Regions from separate parts of the Sus scrofa genome. Here region 1 is linked to region 2. Evidence: chromatin contacts called from public Hi-C data. All regions are on one chromosome and are shown on one strand. Each heading gives the region's core, a stretch centred on a gene start, on an enhancer-like site or on the middle of the called end of the contact. The rest is flanking DNA. Distances are from core to core; before and after follow the strand shown. Region 1 holds the start of EBF4 (transcription factor COE4). Region 2 overlaps EBF4 (transcription factor COE4).

Evidence for each region. A called contact is a pair of places that touch in the nucleus more often than the background predicts.
Region 1: a Hi-C map of omental adipose tissue shows a contact between it and region 2, with 1.6 times the contacts expected there. The contact joins the promoter of EBF4 here to the enhancer-like site in region 2. A contact is called at or near these places in 1 of 5 promoter capture datasets (fetal skeletal muscle), 15 of 47 Hi-C or Micro-C datasets (alveolar macrophages, brain, embryonic fibroblasts and 9 more) and 1 of 2 datasets of contacts at active chromatin or transcription factors (skeletal muscle).

What each region holds. Positions count from the first base shown.
Region 1 is chr17:32,940,685-32,947,546 of Sscrofa11.1, reverse strand. EBF4 (transcription factor COE4) reads left to right here and starts at 2,924. Exons shown (of 18, transcript XM_021077750.1): 1 at 2,924-3,200; 2 at 3,720-3,841. The coding sequence starts at 3,198.
Region 2 is chr17:32,876,869-32,884,195 of Sscrofa11.1, reverse strand. EBF4 (transcription factor COE4) reads left to right here. Exons shown (of 18, transcript XM_021077750.1): 12 at 832-962; 13 at 1,092-1,157; 14 at 1,258-1,435; 15 at 1,513-1,701; 16 at 6,275-6,472. Among named protein-coding and RNA genes, the nearest start is that of CPXM1, 35 kb to the right of the region's middle. Within about 2 kb of position 1,480, at least 3 of the 83 cell types and tissues checked have an H3K27ac peak or open chromatin away from gene starts, as enhancers often do. A contact at or near this core is called in omental adipose tissue and undifferentiated spermatogonia, where this site is marked.

The DNA of each region.
Region 1 (6,862 bases), core at 1,675-4,174, 62 kb before region 2:
GGCAGAGCTACTTGGGAGAGGACCGCTCCCTGGAGGTAGGGCTTCCCTGCCTCCACAAGGGTCAAGGTCAGCCCTGTCCTCACCAGGAGATGTTCAGGACAGAAGCAGATGGAAGCCCACACTAGGGCATCATTTCCCCAAAGATGGCCTCTCAGACGGTGGAAAAGCATGAGTTCTTGAAGAAAGGGAGATGGGAGCAAGACACAGCAGGCTGGGTGCACGGAGAGCTAAGAGGAGAGATGGGGTGCTCCGATCATCAGGATGGCCTTCCCAGAGGTGTGGAGGAGGGGATGCAGAGAGCCCAGTGCTGCATGGGGGGGTCAGAGGGCCTCAGGCAGAGAGAAGAGCAAACAGCAGCAACATTGGAAGGGACCCAGACCACTAGGGCTTCAAGAGTGGCTTGCTGGGGGCTGGCAAAGTCAGCCTTGGTGGAATACGCCTGTGGACTTGGTTAGAAACAGGAGGGGCACAAGTTGGAGGAGGAGGCAGCGGGGACAAAGCGAGGTTCTTTTAAGAGTTGGGAGGTCTGAGCAGAGTAAAGAAGGAAGATCAACAGATCAGACGGAACATCAGGAGGAGCAGAAGATGGGACTGAGCAAAGATGTCCCTGAGCACACATGCTTCTCTGGGGAGCAGGGGGAGAAGAGAATGGGTGAAAAGACTGAGAAAGAACGAAAAATGCAGACGGCTGAGAACGACAGCAGGATTCTGCTTGTAATCTCTCCAGTAAAGAAGAGGTAGGGTATCTGCTGGAAATTTAGAGAGCCAGAGGCAGGTCTGAAGATTGGTAAGGGAGCACAGTAAGCACAGAACAGCCTGGGGTGGGGGGGTTCCCTAGAGCATTGCTTCTCAAATGTAATGTGTACGTGAATTCCCTACAAGTGTGTTAAAAAGGTAGGTTATGATTTAGCAGGTCAGGGCAGGGCCTAAGATTCTGCATTTCTAACAAGCCCCTGCATAATGCTGAAGCTGCTGGTCCAGGGACCATGTTGGGAGGAGCATGGATTTAGAGAGTCAGATAAGGGGATGGAGAGAGACTGAAGGAATTCCCACTGTGGTGCAATGGGATCTCCAGCGTCTCTGGAGCACTGGGTCGTACAGGTTTGATCCCTGGCCTGGCACAGTGGGTTAAGGATCTGAAGTCGACCAATACTGCATGGGTTGCAAATGGGGCTCACATCTCATCCCAGGCCCAGGAACTCCATATGCGGCAGGGCAGCCAAAAATGATAATAATAAAAAAAAAAAAAAAAAAAAGAATGAAAGAGGAGTTCCCGTTGTGGCGCAGTGGTTAACAAATCCGACTAGGAACCATGAGGTTGTGGGTTCGATCCCTGGCCTTGCTCAGTGGGTTAAGGATCCGGTGTTGCCCTGAGCTGTGGTATAGGTCGCAGACATGGCTCAGATCTGGTGTTGCTGTGGCTGTGGTGTAGGCCAGTGGCTACAGCTCCGATTCGATCCCTAGCCCGGGAACTTCCATAGGCCACTGGAGTGGCCCTAAAAAACAAAAAACAAGAGAGAGAAAGAAAAAAAGAAAAGGAAAGAAAGGGAAGGAGACTGAAATAAGAATTCACCTTAAGGAGAGACTACCTTTGATCTCAACTGGGATAAAAACTGAGACCTTGAAAAATCTGGGTGGGACTGAGGTCCTTGCAGGTAATGAGGAGGGGGCCGTCGCGAGGGGGATGGTAGAGGGCAGAGGTCAAGAGAGGAGGTGGGTGCCTCTGGGATGGTAGGAAAACCCAGCAGAGGTCAGAGGTCCACCGCATGAGGTGGACCACCAAGTGCACACTTGGAAACCACCCCCCACCCCCCACCCCCGCAAAAAAAAAAAAACGGGAGTTGGGAGTCAGCTGGGGCATGAAAATAATATTCCAGGGAGTGAAGCAGGCCACCCCTAATGCTGTTCTTCAGGAAAGTGCTGGACTCATTCTGGGCTTGTTCAAAGCCTGGCCAGGACACACCAGGCCAGAATGTGGGGAAAGGGGCAAAAAGGCTCAGCCTTTGGGTCTAGGGCAAGAAGATTTCTGGGCCAGGAACTAATAAAAGCATAATGAAATCTGAGAGGGGAGATTCTTTGGCTGGGGAGACAGAAGAAGTGAGCTGGGATCTGAGTCCTAACTTAGTGACCAACTTGCACCAGAACCCAAGAAGTGTCTGAAAGGCAGAGGTTGGAAACGAAAATGCTTTAGTTGTAGGCAAGCCAAGACCTGGCCTGAGGATGAGGGGTGCAGGGACAGCGCTCGGCGGCGTGTCTGGGGCCCAGCCTAAGAGAGAAAGGTTTGGGTCCCAGGCTGAGGTTAACCCGAGGTCAGGGGAAATGCTGGGAGGGCGGCCGGCGCCAGCAGAGAACATCAAGAGTCAAAGCCCGAAGGCGTCGAAATGAGCGGCAACTGCAGGTCCTGGGCGTCGGTGTGGAGCGTAGGGCGGGTGGCTGGGAGACAAGGATGAACCGAGAGGAAGCCCGGGCACGGTCCAGAGGCGACCTGGAGGCGGAGGAGGCTTCTGAGAGCGGCACAGCACGCTCCTCCGGCTTTGGCCCCGCTCCCCGGCCGCGCAGCCCCGACTGCTCCTTGCCCGGGCCTCCCGGGCCCGAGCTGGTCCCCCCGGCTCCTTCCCGCGGCCTCGGCCAGGCCGCAGCCCCCGGCCCCGGCGACGGACTCACCAGGGTCCGCCCCGCCGCGGCGGCCCGGACCCGGCCGCTCCTCCCCCGATGATGTCACGTCCCTGGCCGCCCCTCGGCCGGCCGCGCCGCCCCGCCCCCGCCTCCCCCGGCCCCCAGTCCCCTGGGCCCGCCGGCTCCCGCCATCCCTCCTCCCGCCCGCTCTCCCTCCCTTCGGCTCCCGCTCCCCCGGGAGCGGCGGCGGCGGCGGCGGTGGCGGGATGGCCCGGGCCCGCGGCCAGGCCCCGGGGAGCGGCGGGCGGCGGCGGCCGCGGCGGGGAGGCGCGGGAACCGGGCCCCGGGGGGAGTCGGCCGGGTTGCTGCTGCTGCTGCTCCAGGTGCTGCCGCCCGGGGCTGCGGCAGGGCCCGGGCGCCGAGGCACGCGGGGCGCCGGCGGCGGCGGCGGCGTCTGCTGGCCCGGCGTTGCCCCTGTGTTTCCCCGGGACGCGAGGCTGCTGCTGCTCCTGCCTCCCCTGCCGCCGCTGTCGCCGCCGCCGCCGCCGCCGAGCTCCGCGCCTGCAGCCTCCGCCTCCCGGATGGTAATCAGCGCCCCGCGCCGGCGCCGCGGGCGGGCGGGCAGGCGGGAGGTGGGGGCGACGAGGGGGAAAGGGCGGGCAGCCCCGTGCCCCCGCCTCGCCAGAGGCAGTTCCCGGGGCGCTCGGGCCTCCCCCCCTCCGACGACCGCGGCCCTGGGCAGCCGCCAGAGCGCGCCGCTGGGGCGCCTCTGAGCGGACCGGGTGCCGGGTCCTCTCCTCGCCCTCCCCACCCCGCTCGCAGTCCGCCCGCCAGCGCTCAGGCCGCGGGGGAATCCCTCCATCTCCCCGCCCCGCGCCCCGGGAGGGGAGGGGACAGCGCCGGCGCTCGCCGACCCGCTTTCTCCGAGGGAGCGCCCAGGAGGCTAGTGCGCACTGAGCCGCCGGGACTGGCGCTGCGCTGCACTCCTGCGGGCGCCCGGTGCCGTCGGGCGGGCGGAGCTGAGACGCCCCGCAGCCTCGGCGGGACCGGATCCGGGCAGTGGGGGCGCCCACCGACTGCGCGCCCTTATGTTCCCTGCGCAGGACGCTCTGCCCCGAGGCGGGCTGAATCTCAAGGAGGAGCCGCTGTTGCCTGCGGGCCTGGGCTCGGTGCGCTCCTGGATGCAGGGCGCGGGCATCCTGGACGCCAGCACCGCGGCGCAGAGGTAAGCGCTCGGACCGCGACTTGGCGAGCTCGGGTTGGACGGCTGCGTGCCACCTTCGTTCAGTTTGCTGAGCTACTGGGGTGAGCGGTTGGAGGGAGCCCTAACTCCGGACTGTCCCGGCAAGCTCTTGCGCCCACCCTATCCTGAGCGCCTGTGCTTCCTCCTGAGGATGTGGGGCGGGCCGGGGCGGGGCTTCTGCCTCCACTCCTGGAGGTCCCGGCTTTGATTTCTGACTATCGCTCCCTGGCCCAGCTCTAGAGGAGGAGGTATTCCGCTGCCCGCAGTCCCACAGCCACCAGCCGTCAAGGAGCCGCTGACCCCTCCTTCCTAGGCAGTTTCCGTGCCCCACCTTGTCCAGTTCCACTGCTCTCTGCCAGGAAAGGCACGAAACCCAACCCCCTTTCAGCTTTCCCACGCCCCTCAGAGTTGGAGGCTGGGGATGTGCAAAGCTGGAGGAGCGGCTGGGGCTGAAGAGTGGAGAAGAGAGGAGGTGGGCAGTCGACTTGGTGGAATGATTGTGGCTGAAGGGACCGCTCAGGTCCCACCTCTCCAGGTGTTTTTCTGGTTAGTTCTCCCCAAGGCAGAGGCTCCCTGGGAATGCGGCACCCAGGCGCATCTCCTCTGACTCCTTTGCAGGGGTCTAGGCAGGGGGCCTGGATGGGGGATGGACTCCTGGATTTGGAAAGAAAGTAGAAAGATTTGTTGACCTCTGCCCACACCACCTGGGCTCCAGGCTTTTTGTACCCCCAGCTGCGAGCAAGGGGAGGGGAGGTTAGACATCCTACCCCCGGAGTTCTCAGTGGCTGGGACTAGGGAGGCGCTGCCTCTGCAACAACCTGAAGCACAAGGGAGCTGCGCTCCCCAGAGCTCTGAGCAGCCGCTTGTCCAGCAGCCTGAAGAGATTCTGCTGGAGGGTTTCCAGGGCCAAGCAGGCCTGGCCACTGGCCACACATTCACACCCCCAGCCCTGTTCAGGGACTCCTCGCCACCTCGCCACCAACCTCAACCTCACCCCTTAACAGACACACATCTTGTTTTGTGTTCAAACTGAATGGTGTTTCTGCACTCCTGTGCTTTCATGGCTGTCTGTCCAGAGGGACCACCAGGGCGTCTTTCTGGAGCTCACCTCTTTGGAAAGAGAAAGGGTCTTGCCTAGGAATTCATTTACATACTTTTACTCATAACTATATTCCAGAGAATATGGGAAATGGAACACAAATCCCCACCTCTCTCATACAACTAGAGTCACATTTTAGTGTATTTCCTTCTCGTCTTTCTTCCTCCTAACATATTTTTTTTCCTGTGTTATACATACCATTCTGTATCCTGCCTGTTTTTCTGTTGGTCCTGTTTTTCAATTTAACTTGAGATGGTCAATTTCTTTGTCTTTTTTCCTCCACCACCAGCTGTGTCGTGAGCGCTCCTTGTAAGGGTGGGTGGAGCGTTCCAGTGGGGCCTGGGGGTTTAAGGTTCCTGCTTGTCTCTGACCCAGCCCTGTGTCCCCGCCGCCGCTGCTGGCAGATTCGATGAGAAGGAAGCAGACGGGAGGGAGACCAGGAGGGAGACTGTGCCCTTGTAGCCCATGTGGGTGCAGGAGGCGTGGGAGGTGAGGCTCTTCCCACAAGATGGGGCATCAGCAGTGTGGTCTGTACACGGGGAAGAGGTCTTTAGTGGGGTCGAGGTGTCCAGTCTGAGTCCCCAGAGCCACATCACTGGGACTTGGAAGGTCTCCGCAGTTTGAAGAGAGGCATTTCTTCAGGCTGCTCATCTCCAAGTCCAGAGACTTCTCTGTCTCAGGCACAGACTGGGAGTCCCCACGCGTTTGGTTGTCTCTGGACGCCTCCTTGCTAGGGTATCGGGCTACTCCTTTCCCGTTCTTCATTCTTCCGAGGCACCTGCCCATTGGTTCTCCCTCCTCCATCAGTCCTCTCTTGGGGTCTTTGCATCCCAGAACAGCCACAACAGAAATCCCTTTCCCTGCCCTGCCCCCTTCACCTCTGCCTGGCTCCTCTCCCTCTGTCTCGGGGGAGCTTGCTCAGCAGAGCTCCCCGAAAGGCTGCTTTGGGTCTCACGACTGTCTTTGATGTGCTCTTCGCCTTCGCCCCACAGCCGCCTGGTTGTTCAAGGCTTCTGGATGGTCCCCTCTGTGTCCCATTCCGAATCACGGTGCCCACGGCCAGCTTTTAACCATGACGCACACTCTTGCCCTCCACGGCTTTCCTCTTGAATGTGAAGGTTAACCTGCCCCAGTTTATCACCTCCAGCCTGCTAGCCCGCTGCCCCAGCCTCTCAGCACACCCCAAAAACATCTGCCATGCACCGGTGGCAAAGCAATATGTTCAAAGAACTTTTCTCTGATCACGTCTGTCCCCAGTTAAAGGTTCAGTGACCCCCCCCCCCAGCGTCCTCCCAGTCAGCATCCAAGGCCCATCACAGTCTGACCCCAAGCTTCCTGTCAGCCTCTGTGTGACACTTGGCATCCAGCAATGTCTCTTGAAACAGCACCCACACACCCACTGAATAAAATCTGAAAACCCCCGCGAGCCTCCCCGTCCCCCAGAACCTTCTTTGTCTGTGCCCTCCCACCCGACCCAGAAGAGCAGCCCTTAGAGCTAAGGATGCTTGGCACAGGCCAGAGTGAGCTGTGTGCTGCCTGTCCCCACTTCCTTGTCCTGCCAGCCTACGCCTCCCTTTAGGACACGGGTGGTGGCTCCTCCATCCTTGTGTCTGCAGCACCAGACTCGACAGTCTCCAGCGGGCCGGGAGGCAATGAGTATCTGCTGGAGGAGCCAGTGTGCATGTTAGAAGTTTCCCAAATCTTTTTTTGTTGGGCTCCCCTGTCCACATTGGTGGTTTCCAGGGTCTCCCTGACCCCAGGTAGCAGGTACTAGAGCAGGTGCTGCTTCGCAGCTTTCCAACACCAAGGTTTTTCAGAAGGAGAAGGCTCAGAGCCTGCTGAGATCAGTGAGGGAGGCTCTGCCAACAGGAAGGAAAGTTCTGAGCAAAAGAGAGGTAGAGAGA
Region 2 (7,327 bases), core at 231-2,730:
GAATGAGCAGCTTGCATTTGAGGGGGAATGCGAAGAAATTCACTAAATCTAGAGTTGGAGATGGTAGGAAGGACATTGAGGCTGGTGAGATAGGTCGAGGCCAAGCTATAGGAGGAGGAGAGGAGGAAGGCTTCTGGAGCCTGGCCCAGGGGCTGCTGTGTCCACCCCAGAGCCCTGGGCGTGGGCCAGCCCCTTCCCTGAGACACAGGCATACCTCTGCTGGTCAGATCCGACAGTCAGGTGCTGCTGAGAGCCCACGTAAACTGTGCTAAATGGAGATTGTTTGGAGTTTTTCTTTTTTCGTTTCTCCTTCCTCCTTCTCTCCTTTCTTTCTTTCCTTCCTTCCTTCCTTCTTTTTTTTGGCTGAACCCAAGCCAAAGTTCCCGGGCCAGGGATCCAATCAGCTGCAGCAGCAACCCAAGCCACTGCAGTGACAACGTTCAATCCTTAACCCTCTGCACCACAGGGGAACTCCCTGGGATTTTTCTTTTTTTATAATAAATAATTTACTACTGAAAAGACCAAACACAGACAAAACTCTCCAGCCCTGCCCTTAGGAATATTAAAGTTAATATGCATGTATGGTTGCCTTTCTTCTAATCACAAATGGGATCATATAGCACATGTGTGTTAATGTCAAGTAGCTGGCATAGGGCCCCGGGCTCAGTAAACATTTGTGGAATGAATGAGCACGAAAAGAACTGAGGAAACTTGCCAAATCTCGCTGTTTCTGTGTGCCCGGAGTTTTCTGAGAGGTGTGGGCCGGGCTTGGTGGAGGAGGTCTGCCGCAAGGCGCCGGTACAGGTTGCGGGCGGGCTTGGCCCTGCGCAGGTGCTGGGAGAGACGCCCTCCAAACGCCGCCCTTCTCCTCAGCCCTGAATGAGCCCACCATTGACTACGGATTCCAGAGGCTACAGAAAGTCATTCCCAGACACCCCGGAGACCCGGAGAGGCTGCCCAAGGTGGGCAGTGGGGCGCGGCGGGGCGGGGATGAGGGTGGCCGGTGGCCCAAGGGTGGGGGGCGGCTTCGGGCCCCTCCGTCGCCCCCAGGGGCCGCCCCTCCGTCCGGCTGTCTCCTCCCCTGCCCCCAGGAAGTGCTGCTGAAGCGGGCGGCCGACCTGGCGGAGGCCCTGTACGGAGTGCCCAGCAGCAACCAGGTATGGCGCCTCCGCCCGCCTCCCCGCGCCGCCCGGCCCGGGACTGCCCCTCTCCCGGCGCCCGCGGCTGCCCCGGCCGTGCCCGCTCTTGTCTTCGCAGGAGCTCCTCCTGAAGCGCGCGGCGGACGTGGCCGAGGCTCTGTACAGCGCGCCCCGCGCGCCCGCGCCTCTGGGACCCTTGGCCCCCAGCCACCCGCATCCTGCCGTCGTTGGCATCAACGCCTTCAGCAGCCCGCTGGCCATCGCCGTCGGGGACGCCACGCCGGGGCCGGAGCCGGGTGCGTCCCGATGCCCCCACCGCCCAGATGACCCTTTCCCTGCCGGCGCAGCGCCCCTGACGGCCGCTCTCTCGCAGGCTATGCGCGCAGCTGCGGCAGCGCATCCCCCCGCGGGTTCGCGCCCAGCCCGGGCTCGCAGCAGAGCAGCTATGGCGGTGGCCTCGGAGCTGGCCTCGGCGGCTATGGGACGCCAGGCGTGGCCGGCCTCGGCGTGCCGGGATCCCCCAGCTTCCTCAATGGTTCCACGGCCACCTCACCCTTCGCCAGTGAGTGTCCCCTGCCCTGGGGTGGAAGGGACCGACCGGCCCAGGGGAGCAGAACGGGACTCAGCCCAGCCCCCTCCTAGCCCATGGCGGGTGGGCGGGAGCTCCCGGCACACCTGTCCTATGAGCTTCGACCTTCGCCTTGCCCTCGGAGGCAAGGGCAGCCCTCTCTGTGTGCAGCCTCTCTCTGCCGTTGGAGATCTACCCCGCAACCCTGGAGCCGGGGCATCTTTTTTGCCCCTTTAGCTCTCTTTGCTGACAGCGGTTGTCCACATCGCTTCTAGCCCTCCCCTCTTCCTGAAACGGGCTTTAACTCGGGGACCTCCAGCTTAAACCTAGTGGACCGCCACCTCTCCATCTTATGCCAGGACTTCAGGAGGAGGCTGGTGCCCCCTGCCGGAAGCCTGAGGGAACTCAGGGCTCACGAAAAGTAGGTTTCTACCTGGCCCCTCTGGCCCCCCAGGAGAGGCAGGTGTCAAAAAACGTGGCTCTCAGCAGTCTGGTTGGGCAGAGCGAGTGACTTCTGTGTGGTCAGACACCTGGATTCAGAGTTTGATTATGCAAATCAGGGGCTGTCTGACATTCAGCAAGTTCCGTTTCCTCTCTGTAAAATGGAATCCGTATCACCCGTTGCCTAGGATTGTTCTCAGACCTGAATGCACCACTGTGCATAAACGGCCCAGACACAGTGCAGGGGTATGTCACTTTGCACTGCAGCACTGCCTGTGGTCGCTAACCATCTTCTGTCTAGCTTCTTGGGGCCAAGGTGGAGGGGAGCAGTTCGGAGATGGGTAGATGAGCAAAAGGACATTTATGCTTTTACCATTTTGCCCTGCCCTTAAGTCCCTCCTTCCAACACCAAGTTCCAGAACAGCTTGTCTGCTTATAGTTTAGCTATTCAGCAGAGATATATGAAGCACCTGCTGTTTGCAAAACGCCTGGCTTGGGAGAGAGTTCCACCCCTGCTCACCTGCAAGGAGCTTCCCCATGAGTTGTAAGGGAGATTGGTCCTTGAGTCCTGGGAGACACTGCTGTGCCAGAGGAATGAGGAAGGCTCACCCCGAAGGAGCTGGTTGTGGCTTTTCCTGCCATTCCTTCACCTGTCCCCATTTTATGTTTGCAATTGCTGAAGACCAACATAATTGGCCACCTGCCTAGCCTTCCCAACTATGCCTGCATCCTGGGAACTGCTCTTTTTGGCTGTGGGTTTGAGTCTGGCTCTATTCTGCCGGTATGGGCTCAGCTTCTGGGACCAGAAGCCCCATATGCCAGTGTCCACACAGAACATGACCCTCAGGTGTCCCCCCAAGACTCCTGTCTCCCCTTTGCTGAGGCCAGGCTCCACTGCTCCCACTTCCCTTCAGTTCTGGGCAGTATTCTTACTGCCTCTCTCAGGGTGCCCCCCCCCATTGAAGCTGGTGGAGTTTGGGACACCAGCTCCCCCTTCTCCACCAACACACAGTGCAGTCAACAGTGGAGGAACACACTGCCCCACTGAGCAAAGCCAACTGCCCGGGGTCTTCCCATTCACACTGAGAGTCAAGAACTCTGCAGCTGGTTAAGCCCCACTCCACCATCAGCTGGGGATACCCCAGACTGGCCTAACTTCGGTCCTATCTGGTGGTACGGTCCTGTCCAGTCCCCATCCACTCCCCTTGTGCCCAGTGCTCTGTAGCAAAGCTCAGTGGGGCATCATTCTCATTGAGTTTGCCAGGATGTACCTGTAACGACATCTAGAGCTGTCCCTGCCAGAGGCTCTCTGCTTGGGCCCCCCTTTAGTCTTCTGCTTCAGCCGCCAGCTGCCATGGACTGACCCACAACTCCCAGTACTACCCAAGCTACAAAATACGGCTGTGAGCTCTGGGCCTTGAAAGATATAGTACATTTTCTGGCATTCATCTCAAGCCCTCCACAGAGCTCCACGGGCCTCCTCAGCTAGCAATCAGCATTGTCTTAAAGGAGACAGTGATCCACGGGGCCGAGTACCTTTGGAACAGAGGCCAATGTTGAAAGTATCACTGTACCAGAGTTCCCATCTTGGCGCAGTGGTTAACGAATCCGACTAGGAACCATGAGGTTGCGGGTTCGGTCCCTGCGCTTGCTCAGTGGGTTAAGGATCCGGCGTTGCCGTGGCTCTGGTGTAGGTCAGTGGCTACAGCTCCGATTAGACCCCTAGCCTGGGAACCTCCATGTGCCGCGGGAGCGGCCCAAGAAATAGCAAAAAAAAAAAAAGAAAGAAAAGAAAGTATCACTGTACCAAGGCAGGGTGGGAGTGTGTTCTGATGCCAAAAAGCAGCTTTCTCAGGCTACCGGTTTCTTTCCAGAAGCCCCCCACCCTCACCCCATTGCCTACTGCTTGGACAACACTCAAATCGTAGTCGTCTTGGTCTTTAGAAGAGAAAGGCAGGGAATGGGGTCCTGATGAGGATGGAGAAAGGGGGATCCAGAGAGTCTCTGGGCAGGACCTGCCAGGAGAGGAGGCTGCAGGAAGGAGGGGGCAGACAAAGGCTGTGTGTCGGAGGATCCCTGGCTATACCCAGGAGAGCAAGCCACAGCCGTAGGGGCTGGGGGATTAAAGAACAGGAAGGTCTGGAGTGCCCACTGTGGCACAGTGGAAGCAAATCTGCCTAGTAACCACGAGGTTGCGGGTTTGATCTCTGGCCTCACTCAGTGCATTAAGCATCCAGCATTGCCATAGTTCTGATTCAACCCCCTAGCCTGGGAACCTACATATGCCTTGGGTGTGGCCCTAAAAAAAACAAACAAACAAAAAAAACCCAGGAAGATCTGAGTATGTGTATCTCTGTACTTTTCTTTAAAATTGACCAGCTGCTTGAGTTCCCATCATGGCTCAGTGGAAACAAATCTGACTAGTATCCACAAGGACGCAGGTTCGATCCTTGGCCTCGCTCAGTGGGTTAAGGATCCAGCATTCCTGTGAGCTGTGGTGTAGGTTGCAGACATGGCTCGGATCCAGTGTGGCTGTGGCTGTGGCGTAGGCTGGCGCTACAGCTCCATAGGCTGGTGGCTATAGCTCTGATTTGATCCCTATCCTGAGAACCTCCATATGTTGTGGATATGGCCCTAAAAAGACAAAAAAAAAAAAAAAAAAAAAAAAAAGACCAGCTGTAGGGAGTTCCCTCTGGTGGCTCAGTGGATTAAGGATGCAGCAGTGCCACTACTGAGGCTCGGGTCACTACTGGCACAGGTTCACTCCCTGAGCCTGAGAACTTCTACAGGCCCAAGGCATGACCAAAAAAAACCACAAAAAAAACAAAAAAAAAACAACCTTGACCAGCTGGAAGAGGAAGAGAGATACAGGAGGCCTCCAGGACCAGGGCTGAAGATGACGAAGCCCCTCACTAAGCTGCAAGAGAGGAGTTCCATCGTGGCTCAGTGGTTAATGAATCCGACTAGGAACCGCTAGGTTGTGGGTTCTATCCCTGGCCTTGCTCAGTGGGATAAGGATCCAGCGTTGCCGTGAGCTGTGGTGTAGGTCACAGACATGGCTTGGATCCCGCGTTGCTATGGCTCTGATGTGGGCCGGTGGCTACAACTCCGATTCCTAGCCTGGGAATCTCCATATGCCGCAGTAGGAGCCCCAGGGGAAAAGAAAAAAGAGAAAGGCAGGAGTTCCTGTCGTGGCGCAGTGGTTAACTAATCCGACTAGGAACCATGAGGTTGCAGGTTCGGTCCCTGCCCTTGCTCAGTGGGTTAACGATCCTGCGTTGCCGTGAGCTGTGGTGTAGGTTGCAGACGCGGCTCGGATCCCGCGTTGCTGTGGCTCTGGCGTAGGCCGGTGGCTACAGCTCCGATTGGACCCCTAGCCTGGGAACCTCCATATGCCGCGGGAGCGGCCCAAGAAATAGCAACAACAACAACAACAAAAAGACAAAAAGACAAAAAAAAAAAAAAAAAAGGCAAAAAGCTGGAAGAGAACTAGTCAGTGGGGGTTGGGGGAGTGTAATTGGTAAGGAGAACTTATTTGTGGAGGGAGTTAGGGTTCTCGCTATGGGAGCTGTGATCCTGTGCTGAGGAGTCTTATAACAGGAGCCTATGTGCACCTCAAGCTTCATCTCCCAGCTCAGCTATGATCCCCGATCTCTGGCTCTAACCTTGATGCCCCAGGGCCCCACTGCGTTTCCTGGCATGTCAGAATCCAGGCGATCTTCAGCAGGAATGAATCCTTTCTAACTTGTTCCATCTCTTATTTTTGTGGGCACCTCCCAGTATTTGGTTTCGCCGGATGTTCTGGTTTTGTTTTTGTTTTTGTTTTACCTAGTCTGGCCCTATCATCTCCAGCTCTAAGAAACGGTCCCCAGAACCCCCCGAAAGGCAAGTGCTAGCCCACAACCCCGGAGGCTCCCAGCCTGCCTCCAGGCTCTACCCTATACTGGTCTCCCCAGGACGCCCCGCCTCCGCCACCGCCCCCAGTGAGGTCCCAGGTCAGCAGCCCTCACTGGGCACACTGCCCATGCCAGGGCCACAACTGAGCTGCTCACTCTGGTGCTGTCTCCCTGTTGTGTCTCCCACTTCCTTCCCTGCTGCACCTGCCCCTCCCCGCCCCGCCCCGGAGTCATGCCCTCTAGCCCCCCGCTGGCCGCTGCCTCCTCAGTGTCCCTCCCAGCGGCTGCCCCCACCACCAGCGTCTTCTCCTTCTCGCCTGTCAACATGATCTCCGCTGTCAAACAGAGGAGCGCTTTCGCCCCTGTGCTGCGCCCACCCAGCTCCCCGCCCCAAGCCTGCCCCAGAGCCCACGGAGAGGGGCTTCCAGGTGAGTGTTCCATGCTGCCCCCCAGTGGAGCAGCTGGGCTTGAAGGGCTCACTCCATCCATAGCTCACCAGAGCCTCAAGCCTGATGACCACTTCTGCCTGGAGGGTGCAGTGCTGGGAGTTCCGCAGAGATCCGAGGAGGTCCATCTAGACCCCTCCTTCCCTAGGTCTCATAGCTTGGCACGGTCCCACTCTGGTTGCTATCAACTGGCCACTAAGCCAAGGGGAAGGGTACCCAAATACCATTTGGAGAAGATCTGGAAAATGCCCTAAGGCCTCACCCCCATCCAGTTGAGCCCAGAGTAAAGACCCAACACTCCGAGCTGGAAGAACCCACTGTGGGCTGCGTGCCTCTGACCTGTGCCTCCCTGTGTCCACTGGAGGATAGCAGACACCACTGTGAGAGACTAGGTCCCTCGCTAGATGGAAGGGGACTGACCTTTAATAAGGTTTAGCCCAGCTTCGCTGTCCCCATTTTAAGATAGGGAATGGAGGAAGTTCCTGTTGTGCCTCAGCAGGTTAAGAACCCAACTAGCATCCATGAGGATGCAGGTACGATCCCTGGTCTCGCTCAGTGGTTAAGGATCCAGCATGGCTGCAAGCTGTGGTATAGGTCACCGAGGCAGCTCGGATCTGGTGTTGCCGTGGCTGTGGCAGCTGCAGCTCTGAATTCAACCTCTAGCCTAGAAACTTCCGAATGCCACAAGTACAGCCCTAAAAAGAAAAAGAAAGAAACAGGTTTAAGATAGGAAATTGAAACCAGGTCGCCCCTCCCGCAGCCCATTAGTGAAATAATTGTTATTTGCCATTTACCAATCTCCTCCAAGTTAACATCCAACTTAGCAAGCCTGGCTTC